Regions from separate parts of the Pan troglodytes genome. Here region 2 is linked to region 1. The links are chromatin contacts, called in public HiChIP or PLAC-seq maps. All regions are on one chromosome and are shown on one strand. Each heading gives the region's core, a stretch centred on a gene start, on an enhancer-like site or on the middle of the called end of the contact. The rest is flanking DNA. Distances are from core to core; before and after follow the strand shown. Region 1 holds the start of DENND4C (DENN domain containing 4C). Region 2 holds the start of RRAGA (Ras related GTP binding A).

Region 1 (7,966 bases), core at 2,560-5,059:
CTAAAAATTACAAAAATTAGCCGGGTGTTGTGGCGCGTGCCTGTAATCCCAGCTATTCAGGAGGCTGAGGAAGGAGAATCGCTTGAACTTGGAAGGCAGAGGTTGCAGTGAACGAAGATCACACCATTGCACTCTGGCCTGGGCGACAGAGCAAGACTCCATCTCAAAAAAAAAAAAAAAAAAAAATCATGTTTTTTTTTTTTTTGAGACAGAGTCCCGCTCTGTCGCCCAGGCCGGAGTACAGTGGTGCAATCTCGGCTCACTGCAACCTCTGCTTACCGGGTTCAAGCGATTCTCCTGCCTCAGCTTCCTGAGTAGCTGGGATTACAAGCGCACACCACCACGCCCGGCTAATTTTTGTATTTTTAGTAGAGATGGTGTTTCGTCATGTTGTCCAGGATGGTCTCAAACTCCTGACCTCAGGTGATCTGCCCGCCTCGGCCTCCCGAAGTGCTGGGATCACAGGTGTGAGCCACCGCGCCCGGCCCCAAAAATATCTTAAGGAAATTTTCAACATTTTCATTCCACTCCTTTGTGTCACAGTTCCACAGAAATCTGCAGTGACCACGCCCAGTCAGAAGGCAGCAAGAAGGAGCTTTCTGCTAGAATGTCTGTGTTCCCCTCTTCGATGAGCTGATTTTTTCCTATGCATTCTTCTATCTACATAGGCCCAACTAAAACTGTGACACTATAATCATTATAACAATTATGTTGATATCGGGCTCTCCGACTCTCCTACTTTTTATACAGTCAAATATTATTATTATTTTTTTGAAACAGGGTCTCGCTCTGTCCATCAGGCTGGAGTGCAGCGGTGAGATCTCGGCTCACTGCAATCTCCGCCTTCTGGGTTCAAGAGATTCTCCTGTCTCAGCCTCCCTAGTAGCTGAGATTACAGGCACCCACCACCATATCTGGCTAATTTTTGTATTTTTAAATAGAGACGGGGTTTCACCACATTGGTCAGGCTGTTCTCAAATTCCCGACCTCCGGTGATCCACCCACTTCAGCCTCCCAAAGTGCTGGGATTACAGGCATGAACCATGGTGCCCAGTCTTTATATTAAAATTTAAAATGAGGCCGGGTGTGGTGGCTCACACCTAGAATCCTAGCACTTTGGGTGGCCGGGAAGCAGGCGGATTGCTTGAACTCAGGAGTTTGAGACCAGCCTGGGCAACGTGGCAAAACACTGTTATCTACCCAAAACAAAAACAAAAACAAAAACAAAAACAAAAACAAAAAATTAGCCGGGTGTGGTTGGTTGCGCACGCCTGTAGTCCCAGCTACTTAGAAGGCTGAAGCAGGAGAAGCGCTTGAGCCTGGGAGGTGGAGGTTGCAGTGAGCCAAGACGATGCCATTGCACTCCAGCCTGTGCAACAGAGCAAGCCTCTGTCTCAAAAAAAAAAAAATATATATATATAAATATATATATAAAATTTCAAATGAACTTATTTCAGTTCTGGGCCCCTAAGCATGCAGTTGGGAAGGTTGCTGAATCAAGAACTTCCAGATCTGAGAACAGTTAACTCACATGAAAAATTAGTCCCAAAACATTCAAGTTCATTCTATGAAATTTTTGGTGGAAAATGGCAGTGAAAAATCTATGGTAAATCTATAGGACGATTAAGATAGTGAGAAAAATTAAAGAAAATCCTAAGCCTTCCATTGCAAAGTGAGAAAAATCAAGTCAAGTGGAAGAGAGATACTGGCCTCATCCGTTTTTCATTTCTGTGGGTGCCATAAAAAAAGAGAGAGAGAGAGAAAAAAAAAACTCTGAATCCCTGAGAGCTAATGAAATGAATGTACCCATTAAGAAATCTTGTCTTGGTTGGGCGCGGTGCCTCATATCTGTAATCCCAGAGTTTTGGGAGGCTGAGGTAAGAGGATTGCTTGAGTTCAGGTGTTCAAGACTAGCCTGGGCAATATAGTGAGACTTTATATCTTCCCCTAACCCCCCCAAAAAATTAGTGGGGTGTGGGTGGGTGGTTGGCACAGGCTTACCATCTCAGCTATTCGGGAGGCTGAGGTGGCAGGAAGTTAAGGCTGCAGTGAACCCTGTTTGTGCCACTGCATTCCAGCCTGGGTGACAGAGGCGGGGACCCTGTGTCCAAAAAAAAGGAGGGGGCGAAGAAATCTTGTCTTTCCTTTTCTAGTTGGGATGAGGAAAAATTAAAAAATATATATGTAAATAAAAAAAAGAAATCTCGTTTATATTGCTTTAAAACTGCTAATTAATTTAGACTTTGGGAAGGAAGGAAAAGAAGCCCACAAGCTAAATTTTGTTTCATTGTTTCTTTTCTTTCTTTTTTTTTTTTTTTTTTCTGAGGCAGAGTTTTGCTCTTGTTGCCCAGGCTGGAGTGCAATGGCGCAATCTCGGCTCTCTGCAACCTCCGCCTCCCAGGTTCAAGCCATTCTCCTGCCTTAGCCTCCCGAGTAGCTGGGATTACAGGCATGCACCACCACGCCCGGCTAATTTTGTATTTTTAGTAGAGACAGTGTTTCTCCATGTTGGTCAGGCTGATCTGGAACTCTCGACCTCAGGTGATCCGCCCGCCTCAGCCTCCCAAAGTGCTGGGATTACAGACGTGAACCACCGCGTCCGGCCCACAAGCTAAATTTTGAAGTATTAGATCCTTTCTTAAATTTTTGCTCTTCGGATTGTCAATGTCAAAGATAGTTTCCAGGGGGACCAAATTGGCCCCAAACTGTTATTAAATAAGCCTTAATTTTATTGCTGCGCATTTCTTCTGAAATCAATTCTGACTGCTTACGTGGTTAGAAAAATAGTTTCTGCTATTGAATATAAAACTCAAATTATCCATGGCTATGCAATAAACTTCGGAAATAAATGGACAGCAGTGCATTTATGACCCAGGTATAATCTCACATTTTTATGCAAAAATACAGATTAAATAAGGAGAGTGTAATTTTCAGGAAAATGATTATTTATGTGGATACTCACCAGATATGCAGAAATCTTACCAGTTCTGATTTTGACCTGCCATGGTATCTGAAGTCATTCGCCTTTTTTTCCCCCCAGAGGTAAAAAAAGTTATCTCTACTTCAAACCATTTCCTTCTTCCTAAATAACTAGTAATTGTTTTTTCATTTACTATGATAACTCAAAAACGTTGTTCAAAAATATCCTGCAAAATTTGCATTATAGAGAAACGACTCTGCAGGCGTCTGTGTCGACAATGAGGCTACACTTAGGAGGCGTGAGGGTACTGACTATGCAAATGAGCGATTTCTCCATTAGGAATTCCCATCCCCAAATCTGGGCCGAAGGAGAGACACCGAGCGCGGCCAGGGACTCACATGGTGCACTGGAGCCAAGGGGTTTCGGGAAGCGCCAGCGCGCCGGTCTCTCTAGAGCCCTCTACTCATGCGTGGGAATTCCAGCTCCCACCCTGGGAAGGAATCTTCACGTATCTCTCGGCACTGTCCTCAGTGACCTTCAGCCACTCGACATCACTTTCCCTGTCTTTGAAAACTCCGAGAGAAGCAGCCGCCACCTGCCTCAGGCCAAGGCAATAAACCCACATCACACCGCCAGTCTGAGCCCTGCAGGAAGGGGTGCACAGCGGCCTCCAGAGCGCTTTCTCCCCAGCTCTGTTTCTGCAGGCTCGGCCGCGCGAACGCTGAGGAGGGGATCGGAGGCCCGCAAGGCTCAGACCCCGCGCCCCGCGGGGGTCGCACTGGGGTCGGGCGGGGGAGGGGAGCGGTGGCTGCACGGCCTCGGCCCTCCCCGGGGGAGGGGCCTGAGCACCGCCCCGCCCCCCTCCTCCCTGCGCCTTCTCCCCCCCCCGCCCTTTTCCACCCGCCCCTGCAGGAGGAAAGGGAGAGGGAGGGGGAAAAGAAAGTGCTGTTTTGTGGAAAGGGGCGGAAGGCGGGGGAGAAAAAGGGAACAGAAACATGGCGGTCAGGTCTTGGGACGGCGGCGCCGCGGGCAGCTCCTAGGCGACGCGCCGCCCGCACTGTCCGACGGCTCACAGCGCGGAGGCACCCGCGCGGGCCAGCGCTCCGGCCACTGCCCCTGGCTGTAGGCGGCGCCCCTCGGAGACCCTGCCCGCGAGGCGGCGCAGGCGCAGACCGGACTGAGGCGGCGGCGGCCGCTGGAGCTAGTCCCCCGCCCTGCCCTGCCGAGCGCGCCCAGGCCGCGAATCCGGTGCTTTCTTGCCCCAGGAAGAAGCCGTGTCGGGGCTGCGCTGACAGAGGAGCAGGCAGCAGGTGAGGCTGCGGCGCGGGGCCTTTGGCGGAGGAAGCCTGCGCCGTGCCCTCGCGGGGCCTGCGCTGCAAGGCTGGGAGGGCGCGGGACAGGTAGAGCCCGGAGGGCTGAGTTCCAAGTGGCTGGCCCGCGGGGGGTCGCCGAGGAGGCGGAGAGTGGCCGCGGCTGGCGTTCGTGGCCTAGTTTCTCCGCGGTTTCCGGGGGCGGGGAGTCCCCGGATCCTGCGGGATGCAGTCGGGGAAAGGCTGCCCCTGAAGAGCCTCCCCGCGTCGCCCGCCGGGCCCATGAGAATCGTTTGCGTACAAGCGGGAGGGGTCTGGGCCCGGGGGACCGCCGGGGCGACGGCCGCTTTGGTGGGGGCCGGGGTGCGGAGGGAGCAGGATCGGGGCTTCCCAGAGGGGGTCGAGGCTGAGAGAGCGGAGAGCTAGAGCCAGGGGTGGCGGGCAGTCTCGAGAGGAGTCGGGGGGCTGAGAAGTGTCGGGGACAACGGTGAGGAGGGGGACCTGGGCAGGTGTCTCTGGTGAATTGAGGACATTTCCTTCTCTGTCTTACGGTGGCCGATCCTCAGGGCTTCTTTGTCGGGGATGACTTTCTAGGAGGGCAGTATCCTTTTAACTCTGGAGTGACTAAACACAAAACCAAGGAATGAAGTCCTAAGGCTGACTCCTGTAAAGAGCTGTGACTTTTTCTGTTTTAAGAATGCTGTCACGTCTTTTTTTTTTCTCCCCTTTTCTGCTTGATAGACCTTTTCCCTCTCGAAGACCGTCTTTTATCTGCACTAATAAGGATTTACCCAGTTTTTAAATAGTACCGCCTCCTTCTCCCCTTATGTATGTTTGTCACACGGGAAAATTTAGGGTAGTTACCGCGGGTACTTGTGCAGATTTGAGGGAAAGTGTCATTTCCAGTAGTGAACCCTCAGCTGTCTCTTTGTGCCTCCGAGATACTGTCAAGCGTTGTAGCCTGAGAAATTGACCCACTGAGCCTGCTTAATTGTGTGCAAACCCGTGTTGAGGCGTTCTTCCTAGGCCCTAATTTACGTAGGAATAGGTTTTCCCTTCCGGTCTGTGTATAATGAGAGGGGAGAACGTTAGTGCTACGGCGCTAAGTTCTGGATAAATACTTGATTTGATGTGATAGTGTGTATTACTCTATCAGAAATGCAGAGCGTTGTATGATTTTTCTGTGTACACGCGATAAGAGCAATATTAGTTGCAAAAGGAAGTTTTCATCTTTGAACATTAAAGGTATCCTTTATTCTTGATCACTATAACATGCAAAAAAGAAACTATATTTTCTGTCCTGTTCTTTGTATTACTGTTAAAGAGTTGGTAAACTGCCGTCTTGCTGTGAGACTGGGAAGTCGGCAATGAAGTTAGATTTGTATTCATGAACATGATCTGCCTGTCATATAGGCTTGCTTTGACTTGTTTTTTTTTTTTTTCTGTAGTGGCAAAGGGTTTTCTGCCACTCAGTCCACACTTTCCTCCGCATTGGTATCTCCGTTGACCATTTTGCAAAATAATTTATTGAGATTAGGGGTCTGATCTTTTGTATAACCTGTTGTAGTGAACTGATCATATGCGACTTGACTTTGGCCAATAGTACCTCGTGCAGTGTACAGTACTACTATTTAGACTTACTGATTTGGGTAATAGAAAAGGTATGATGTTAGAAATGTTGTCGTTGTATATTGGAGAAATTTTGAAGTTGCATATTGGAGTAATTTACTCCTGTATGCTTTGTAAATGAGTGCATTCTATTGTCGAGAGTAACTACAGTATTTTGTAGTATAAACTTAAGCTTTTAGCTGAAGAAATTGGCAGCATAGTTGGAGTGTGGAGACTGTTCTTAAAACGCAAATGTTTTAAATTACAAGGAACTGTAGTGGTGTGTAGGCTGTAACAATTCCTGGTGCCAAATTTGGGAGATTATTTGGTTGAGCTACTTTCTATAAAGAAACATATTATCTGCAATAAAAGTGAATTTGTAGCTATACACAAGGGATTTTACATTATAAATAATAACTCAATAAGGCACCTTTCTTTGCTCTTTGTGTATCTGCCAGTTAAGACCAAAATATCTCATATTTTCACTGGAGCTTCCTGCCAAAACAAATACTGGTTTTGCATTGGCTTTGCTGCTCAGTTTGAAAGCTAGGGGAATCTCTTAGAGCCTACTCTGGTTCTGGAGGCTGCCTGATTAAAAAAAAAAAAAAAGAAAAATTGAAAGCTAGGTTTCAGTCATAGGCTTGCACCTTAAGTACAGGTTGTAAAGTAAAAAAGAAAGTTGCTGAGTCAGTGGCAGGTTGTTTCATTTGTATTTTTGATTTGCCAAACGGAATTTCTGTCATAATTTGAATTTCCAATGTAATATGTTTGCTGAATAGCAAGGGCAGATAAGCTTTCATAATAACTGAATTAAAATGTTAATTTTCTTTATACTGGTGCCATAGATTGTCAGTTTGACAGATAGACGTAGCAAAGGGATGCCTTGTTGGAATGGGAAATTCCTTTTTATCAGCTAAAATTTGGGGAAAGGATTTTGCATAGTACAGCTGGTGTAAAACAATAGGTCTTTAGCATCAGATTGTAGGATATTCCAAAATTAGGCAGTTTTATTATTTGAAATTTGAAACTTAATATTTTGCAGGAAGAAGTTTAAAGCTTTAAAACATTTTCTACGTATGTTAAGTATGTGGATGTAATAGAGCTTAACATGGTATTTGAAACCTTTTTTTTTTTTTTTTTTTGAGATGTAGTCTCGCTTCGTCACCCAAGCTGGAGTGCAGTGGTTTGATCTCGGCTCACTGCAGCCTCTGCCTCCCAGATTGAAGCGATTCTCCTGCCTCTGCCTCCCAGATTCAAGCGATTCTCCTGCCTCAGCTTCCCAAATAGCTGGGATTACAGGTGCCTGCCACCACGCCTGGCTAATTTTTGAATTTTTAGTAGAGAAGGGGTTTCACTATGTTGGCCAGGTGGCCTGATGTCAGGTGATCCACCTGCCTACGCCTCTGAAAGTGCTGGGATTGCAGGTGTGAGCCACCACACCCAGCCTTTGAAAACTTTTTATTGGAAAAAATGTAACATGATTAAAAGAAATTCAAAAGAAAAAATTTAAATTACTCTCCCCTATCTAACACTTATATTTTTCTGTACTCTAATGCTGTTATACTTCTATAATGTAGTAGTATAATATTCTAATCCTGTCTGTGCTTGTGTATAATTCTGTGATTAATGTTAATATAATTGTCTTTTAATTTAACATGCTTTCCCTGTTGCTGTATATTACTGTTATTTTATGGCTTTTAATAGTCCAAAGTTTTATTTACTGCCTCAGTTTATTTAACCATTTCCATGGTTTAACATTTTAGTAATTCCACTTTTTTACTCTGATTGCTATTTTTATTAATTTTTTTTTTGAGACCGAGTCTCGCTCTGTTGCCCAAGCTGGAGTGCAGTGGCGCGATCTCAGCTCACTGCAACCTCTGCCTCCCAGGTTCAAGCGATTCTCCTGTCTCACCCTCCCGAGTAGCTGGGACTACAGGTGCGTGCCACCACGCCTGGCTAAATTTTTTTATTTTTAGTAGAAACGGGGTTTCACCGTGTTAGCCAGGATGGTCTTGATCTCCTGAACTCGTTATCCACCCACTTTGGCCTCCCAAAATGCTGGGATTATAGGTGTGAGCCACCGCACCTGGCTGTTTTTTTTTTTTTTTTTTTTTTTAACACGGTCTCA
Region 2 (7,966 bases), core at 3,755-6,254, 180 kb before region 1:
TGGGAGGCCAAGGCAGGCAGATCACTTGAGCCCGGGAATTCAAGAGCAATCTGGGCAACATAGTGGGATCCTGTCTCTACAAAAAATACAAAAATTAGCCAGGCATGGTAGTGCGTAACTGTAGTCCCAGCTACTCGGGGGCACTGATGTGGGAGGATTGCTTGAGCCCAGGAGGTGGAAGCTGCGGTGAGCAGTGATCACAACACTGCACTCCAGCCTGGGAGTGCAGCCTGGGAGACAGAGTAAGACCCTGTCTCGAAAAAAAAAAAGACCTAGTATTTGATAGCACAACAGGATAATTATAGTCAATAATTTCATTGTACATTCAAAAATAACTAAAAGAGTATAATTGAGCCTGGCACAGTGACTCACGCCTATAATCCCAGCATTTTGGGAGGCTGAGGCAGGCGGATCACCTGAGATCGGGAGTTCGAGACCAGCCTGGCCAACATGGTGAAACCCTGTCTCTACTAAAAATACAAAAATTAGCCAGGTTTTGTGGCGGGTGCCTGTAATACCAGCTACTTGGGAGGCTGAGGCAGGAGAATCACTTGAACCCGGGAGGTAGAGGCTGCAGTGTGTCACGCCACTGCACTCCAGCCTGGGCAATGGAGTGAGACTCTGTCTTAAAAAAAAAAAACAACTGGATTGTTTGCAACACAAACGATAAATGCTTGAGGGGATGCATACCCCATTTACCATGATGTGATTATTATGCCTTGCATGCCTGTATCAAAGTATCTCATGTACCTCATAAATATATACACCTACTATGTACCCACAAAAATTAAAAACAAAAAAAACTTTTCAATTCCCTTTCGGTATTACTTACTATAAAATTATCATTATTCCATTGGAGCATTTTAGATTAAGATCTCTCCTATTTCCAAGAAAGCTGGCAGATTGAACACACGCATTTATCTTTCTCCAGAATCCCACAAACATGAGACAAATAGGATGAGATGGCAAGAACAAAAAATGGGGTAAGAGATCATAAAATCAAAATTTTTGGAAGCAGGAATGCACAAGCAAGAATGGTAAGTGACTTAGCTGACTCAAGAAAGCTGAATCCGGCGGGCGCGGTAGCTCACGCCTGTAATCCCAGCACTTTGGGAGGCTGAGGCGGCAGATCACAAGGTCAGAAGATCGAGACCATCCTGGCTAACACGGTGAAACCCCGTCTCTACTAAAAATACAAAAAAATTAGCTGGGCGTGGTGGCAGGCGCCTGTAGTCCCAGCTACTTGGAAGGCTGAGGCAGGAGAATGGCGTGAACCCGGGAGGCGGAGCTTGCAGTGAGCCGAGATGGCGCCACTGCACTCCAGCCCGGGTGGGAGTGTGAGACTCCGTTTCAAAAAAAAACGAAAGCTGAATCCTTAGCCAGTAGTAGGGAAAGCCAAGGAGCAACATTTTTACCACAGAACCTCCAAATGGTTCAAGAATCGGTAGCATCAGTGAGAGCAGAGACTGCACTAAAAAGGAGGGATTGTTTGAAGAGCTCTTTAAGATGCAATTAGACTTACAGATCCCCTCACAATTTCACATAGCTGGGCAATTGTCCGTCTCTCATCTAAGACTAGCAGTTTTTATTCCCTGCAAAGAGTAAAACAGGGGGTCTCTGGACTAGGGAAACACCAGAGACACTGAGGACTGGAGTACCATATTGTAAACAGGATTAAGCTGGCCTATAAACTGAATATTAGCAACCTAGCTTTCTTCTCCCACTTAGTAACCAGAATGCTATTAATCAGGCTTATACACACCCCATCCCAGTAGAAGAATCCTGGGAGAATCTAACCAGCCAAAGAGCACAGATCTAAATGTGGCAGGCGGCAAGACTTTCTTCAAAGAAATGGCCCAGTCATTTTAATGAACCTGATAGTCTTCAATGCTACCCACGGGTTTTTAAATAACTTTAAATAGGAGCAGACAACCAATGATCACTGAACAAATAAGGAAAGTTTCTAACATGAATATGCTCTATGATTTCCATAAACTACAGCAAAGGCCATTTTTGAACTTCTTTTACTGCCGGGCGCGGTGGCTCACCAACATGGAGAAACCCCGTATCTACTAAAAATACAAAAACAGCCGGGCCTGGGGGCGCATGCCTGTAATCCCAGCTACTGGAGAAGGCTGAGGCAGGAGAATCACTTGAACCTGGGAGGCGGAGGTTGCGGTGAGCAGAGATTGCGCCGTTGCGCCTGGGCAACAAGAATGAAACTCCGTCTCAAAAAAATAAAAAAAAAAAAAAAGGAGAACATACAAACAAAAGAAACTTGGAAGAAACCAAGACTAAACGGGATAAAAACTTTTTCTTAATGTTACTATTATCCTCAGAGAGATAAAAGAAGATATTTAATCCAAGAAAATAATTTTATGTTTTTAAAAAGAACAATTAGAACAGCCTGTGGAAATTAAAAATATGATATTAAAATTTAAAACTCCAAAGAGTTGGAAAATTAGGATGAGAAAAATCTCCTGGAAAGTAGAACAAAAAGACAGAAATAGAAAATAAGAAAGGGTTACCAAAAAAATATTTAAAAATTAGGCAGGCCAGGTGCGGTGGCTCACGCGTGTAATCCCAGCACTTTGGGAGGCCGAGGCGGGCAGATCACCTGAGGTCGGCAGTTCGAGACCAGCCTGACCAACATGGAGAAAGGAGAAACCCCATCTCTACTAAAAATACAAAATTAGCCAGACAAGGTGGCACATGCCTGCAATCCCAGCTACTTGGGAGGCTGATGCAGAAGGATCGCTTGAACCCGGCAGGCGGAGGTTGTGGTGAGCTGAGATCATGCCATTGCACTCCAGCCTGGGCAACAAGAGCAAAACTTCGTCTCAGAAAAAAAAAAAAAAAAAAAATTAAGCATAGTGGCACACACCTATAATCCTAGCTACTTGGGAGGCTGGCATGTGAGGATCCCTTGAGCCGAGGAGGTGGTGGCTGCAATGAGCTATGATCTCACCACTGCACTCCAGCCTGGTTGACAGAGAAAGATCCTGTCTCTAAAAATAAATTTAAAAAAATTTTTTAAAAGAAAAGAAGGCCAGGCGCAGTGGCGCATGCCTGTAACCCCAGCACTTTGGGAAGCTGAGGCGGGCAGATCACTTAAGACCAGCAGTTTGAGACCAGCCTGGCCAACATGGTGAAACCCCCTCTCTACTAAAAATACAAAAATTAGCCAGGCATGGTGGCAGGCATCTGTAATACCAGCTACTCGGGAGGCTGAGCCAGGAGAATGGCTTGAATCTGGGAGGCGGAGGTTGCAGTAAGCCGAGATAGTGCCACTGCACTCCGGCCTAGGCTACTGAGCAAGACTCCATCTCAAAACAAAAACAAAAACAAAAATAAAACTTAGCCAGGCATGGTGGTGGAGGCCTGTAGTCTCAGCTACTTGGAAGGCTGAGGCAGGAGAATCTCTTGAACCCGGGAGGTGGAGGTTGCAGTGAGCCAAGATCGTGCAACTACACTCTAGCATGGGCAACAGAGTGAGACCCTGTTTCCAAAAAAAAAAGAAAAAAAATACATTAGAGGAGACTCCATAAAATGTGATATCCAGACCTTAGGAGTATTCACATGACAGAATAGAGGAAATACATCATCAAACAATTCAAGAACATTGTTTAGAATTCAAGGGCATGGTTTCCAAATTAAAAGACACATTGGAGAGTCCAGTACAATGCAAATTTGGGCTCAACAATGCCAATTATCATTAAGTTTCAGAACACTAGAATAAGAAAATTTCGAATATGTTTTTAGAGAGGAAAGAATAGATCAAAACCAAGAAGCAGGCATCAGACTACTGGCTGCTAAAAGACGATGGAGCAACAGAGCAATGCCTCCAAGACTCTGAGGAAAAATTGTGTCCAACCAATCAAGTGTGAGGGTAAAAACAAAGAAATTTTCAGACATCCAATGTCTTGAAATTTTTACTCTCCTCATACTTTTTATCTGGAAACTATTGGAACATGTGTTCCACCAAATGAGCCAAAAATGAGAAGATGTGAAATCAGGAAAAAGAATACCCAACTCGAAAGAACGGGGAAGGGAAACCCCAGAATGGTGGTGAAAGGCGATCAGATAAGAAGGCTCCAGAAGAGGTATCACCAAGGAGATGAAATTGAATACATTGAGAGGAGATTTTCCACATACTATATTGCATTACGGAATTTCACTCTATGATTTCCATAAACTACAGCAAAGGCCATTTTTGAACTTCTTTTACTGCACACGTTAACAGTAGGAATTAAAATATTTTTTGAATAAATGAAAGAATGGAATACCTGAATTTGTACAGTACACTATACACTTTGATAAGGGCTTTAGGCCAGGCACGGTGGCTCACGCCTATAATCCCATACTTTGGGAGGCCGAGGCAGGTGGCTGGCTTGAGGTCAGGAGTTCCAGACCAGCCTGGCCAACATAGTGAAACCCCGTCTCCACTAAAAATACGAAAATTAGCCGGGCGTGGTGGCAGGTGCCCACAATCCCAGCTATTTGGGGGGCTGAGGCAGGAGAATCGCTTGAACTCAGGAGGCGTAGGTTGCAGTGAGCTGAGATCGCGCCACTGCACTCCAGCCTGGGTAACAGAGTGAGACTCCGTCTCAAAAGAAAAAAAAAGGACTTTAAGGTAGATACAGAGGCTTCAGTATCCTGATGACTCTCATTCATTCTGTATGAACGATACTGGCGACACTGATTCACTCAACTACTTGAAGACCAAGAGCAGAATTATATTATGCTTTGAGAGGGGCACAGGGTAGCCTATTGTTAGGCAAATAGACCGCAGCAAGACTGTCTAAAACCAAATTCCATTTCATCATTTAGTATCTGTGTAACTTGGTCAAGTGACTTAACCTCTCTAACCTTTGATTCCCTAACTTGAAAATAGGGTTATTAATTCACAGGGTTACTGTGAGGATGGAACTAATGCATGGGATTCCACATTATCATTTCCTCGAGCTTTGGAATTCTAATTATAAATTCTAAAGTCTGAGATTACGGAAAAGCAGATGTGAGAAAGAAATTAAAAGCACCCACTGGAAGCCAGGATGTCTCCTAGGAGGGACTTGCTATTACCTAGCTGCGCAGCAACGGGCAATCGCTTGTCTACAAGTCTCACTTTCCGCGCCTGCACAGTCTCCATCTGCCCTGCCCTTGTACTCACTGGGCCGGGCAAGCTGGGGAGGCCTAAGCGGACTGGGAAGTTAGGCTTTCCCTCCACTTCACCAGTCGGCTGCCCCTGCGGAAACCGGCCCGACACACCTCGCTCCTAAAGCCAGTTGCGGTGGCGGTGGTGGTTGGGGCTTTTTTTGGCCACGAGAGGGCAGCATTTCCCCCGGCCAACCACACACGTACCCCTAGCAACCGCAAACCCAGCTGCAACAGAACAAAAGACCGAAGTCCTCGAGCTTCCCTTCCATCTTAGGGCTCACGCCGCCCCGGTTAGGTTTCATTAGAGCAGCGGCTTTTCAAGGCTCGTCGGGCACGGAGGGCGGAGCGAGGGAGCTCTCGCGAGATCGCCGCCGGAAGTGGGTGGTGGCGGGGACGCAGCGGCTCCCTCTCCGGAAAGCGAGCGTAACTCCCGAGCCGTTGCCACTGACAGCCGCGGGCGCTCCCATCTGAGTAAGAGCCAGCCCGTCCGCGGCCTCTCCAGCCCCGGGTTCGCGCTCTCGACTCTCCTGCCTGCCCAGCTGCGCGGCGGAGCGGAGCGAGGCGCGGCCTGCGAGTCCCCGGCAGCCCCCGACCCCTCCCTCGGCGCTGCGTGTAGGCCGCGCCCTCAGGCCCAGTCCGCGGTGCCCCGGCGGGTGATGCCAAATACAGCCATGAAGAAAAAGGTGCTGCTGATGGGGAAGAGCGGGTCGGGGAAGACCAGCATGAGGTCGATAATCTTCGCCAATTACATTGCTCGCGACACCCGGCGCCTGGGGGCCACCATTGACGTGGAGCACTCCCACGTCCGATTCCTAGGGAACCTGGTGCTGAACCTGTGGGACTGTGGCGGTCAGGACACCTTCATGGAAAATTACTTCACCAGCCAGCGAGACAATATCTTCCGTAACGTGGAAGTTTTGATTTACGTGTTTGACGTGGAGAGCCGCGAACTGGAAAAGGACATGCATTATTACCAGTCGTGTCTGGAGGCCATCCTCCAGAACTCTCCTGACGCCAAAATCTTCTGCCTGGTGCACAAAATGGATCTGGTTCAGGAGGATCAGCGTGACCTGATTTTTAAAGAGCGAGAGGAAGACCTGAGGCGTCTGTCTCGCCCGCTGGAGTGTGCTTGTTTTCGAACGTCCATCTGGGATGAGACGCTCTACAAAGCCTGGTCCAGCATCGTCTACCAGCTGATTCCCAACGTTCAGCAGCTGGAGATGAACCTCAGGAATTTTGCCCAAATCATTGAGGCCGATGAAGTTCTGCTGTTCGAAAGAGCTACATTCTTGGTTATTTCCCACTACCAGTGCAAAGAGCAGCGCGACGTCCACCGGTTTGAGAAGATCAGCAACATCATCAAACAGTTCAAGCTGAGCTGCAGTAAATTGGCCGCTTCCTTCCAGAGCATGGAAGTTAGGAATTCCAACTTCGCTGCTTTCATCGACATCTTCACCTCAAATACGTACGTGATGGTGGTCATGTCAGATCCGTCGATCCCTTCTGCGGCCACTCTGATCAACATTCGCAATGCCCGGAAACACTTTGAGAAGCTGGAGAGAGTGGATGGCCCCAAGCACAGTCTCCTTATGCGTTGAATATTGCCAAATGCTCTTTCGGAAAATGCTGAATTGCCTTTTTTGTTTGCATCCTTTATTTTTAATATTCATAATGTCGTGTGCTTAAAAGTGGGCTTTGAAGTGTGTGCTGCTTACTTCTTTCATCTTTCTCCCCGCTTCCCCAGTCTTTAAACATTGGACGCTATTTACTCAGCTACCCAGTAGAGCTTGAAGCTGGCCTTTCTGAGAAGTTGGTATGGTGTAACACTAAAGTAGGTGGTTCGTGTGTGTTCTCATTACCTGGTTATGATAGATATGCACATCAAAGCCTTTACCAGTATCTTCCTGTATTCCGTATCAGATTGCAAAGACGGAATGTTACTATTTTATCAGCAAGGTATTAAAATGCATTTATAAATTCTTCTTGGCTTCATTCATGAATAAACGTGTTAGCAATTTAAAACATGGCCTTATTTGAAATAACTTGAAAGTGCTTACTATGTAAATCTAAAAATTCTGACTGCCCACAAGTATTGCTTGACTGGCAAATTTGATTCTGTGAATTTAGCCCCCAGCACTTTAGTGACGTTTGGTAACAGCTGTAGAAGCGCTTATGCTATGGACTGAAGCTAGACCACCTGAGTTAGTATTCTGGTCCCTTCACTTACTAGCTCTGTGAACATGGGCAAATACTTAATTTCATTACACTTGTTTCCTCATTGGTAAAATGTGGGTCAGAATACTACTTTATAGCCAGGCGTGGTGGCTCACACCTGTAATTCCAGCACTTTGGAAGGCTGAAGTGGGAGGATCACCTGAGATCAGGAGTTCGAGACCAGCCTGGGCAATATAGAGACCCTCTCTCTACAAAAAAAAAATTTTTTTTCATTAGCTAGGCATAGTGGTGCGTGCCTACAGTCCTAGCTACTTGGGAGGCTGAGGAGAGAGGATTGCTTGAGTCCAGGAGGTAGAGGCTGCAGTGAGGCATAATTGTGTCACTGCCCTCCAGTTTGGGTGACAAAGCAAGACCCTATCTCAAAAACAACAATAAAAAACCACTTGATAGGATGTTTAAAAGGATTAAATTCAACATGGTAAGTATTTAGGAATGGTGCCTAGCGCATAGCATACTCTGTTAACTACCATTACTACCTACTGAGCCATTCTTCCCCAAATTACTGGATATGAAACCTATTTGAATATTTGATCCCTTACTAAATGTCAGGTGTTCTTAAGCACTTGTGCATTTA

Evidence for each region. HiChIP or PLAC-seq counts read pairs in DNA pulled down with a chosen protein or histone mark.
Region 2: a contact with region 1 is called in an H3K4me3 HiChIP or PLAC-seq map of stem cell-derived excitatory neurons, with 2.7 times the contacts expected there. The contact joins the promoter of RRAGA here to the promoter of DENND4C in region 1. A contact is called at or near these places in 1 of 7 Hi-C or Micro-C datasets (stem cell-derived neural progenitor cells) and 1 of 1 datasets of contacts at active chromatin or transcription factors (stem cell-derived excitatory neurons).

What each region holds. Positions count from the first base shown.
Region 1 is chr11:96,671,829-96,679,794 of NHGRI_mPanTro3-v2.0_pri, reverse strand. It overlaps DENND4C (DENN domain containing 4C), which reads left to right and starts at 3,809. Exons shown (of 32, transcript XM_063788705.1): 1 at 3,809-4,230.
Region 2 is chr11:96,852,487-96,860,452 of NHGRI_mPanTro3-v2.0_pri, reverse strand. RRAGA (Ras related GTP binding A) reads left to right here and starts at 5,004. Exons shown (of 1, transcript XM_528488.8): 1 at 5,004-7,137. The coding sequence starts at 5,814. The coding sequence ends at 6,755.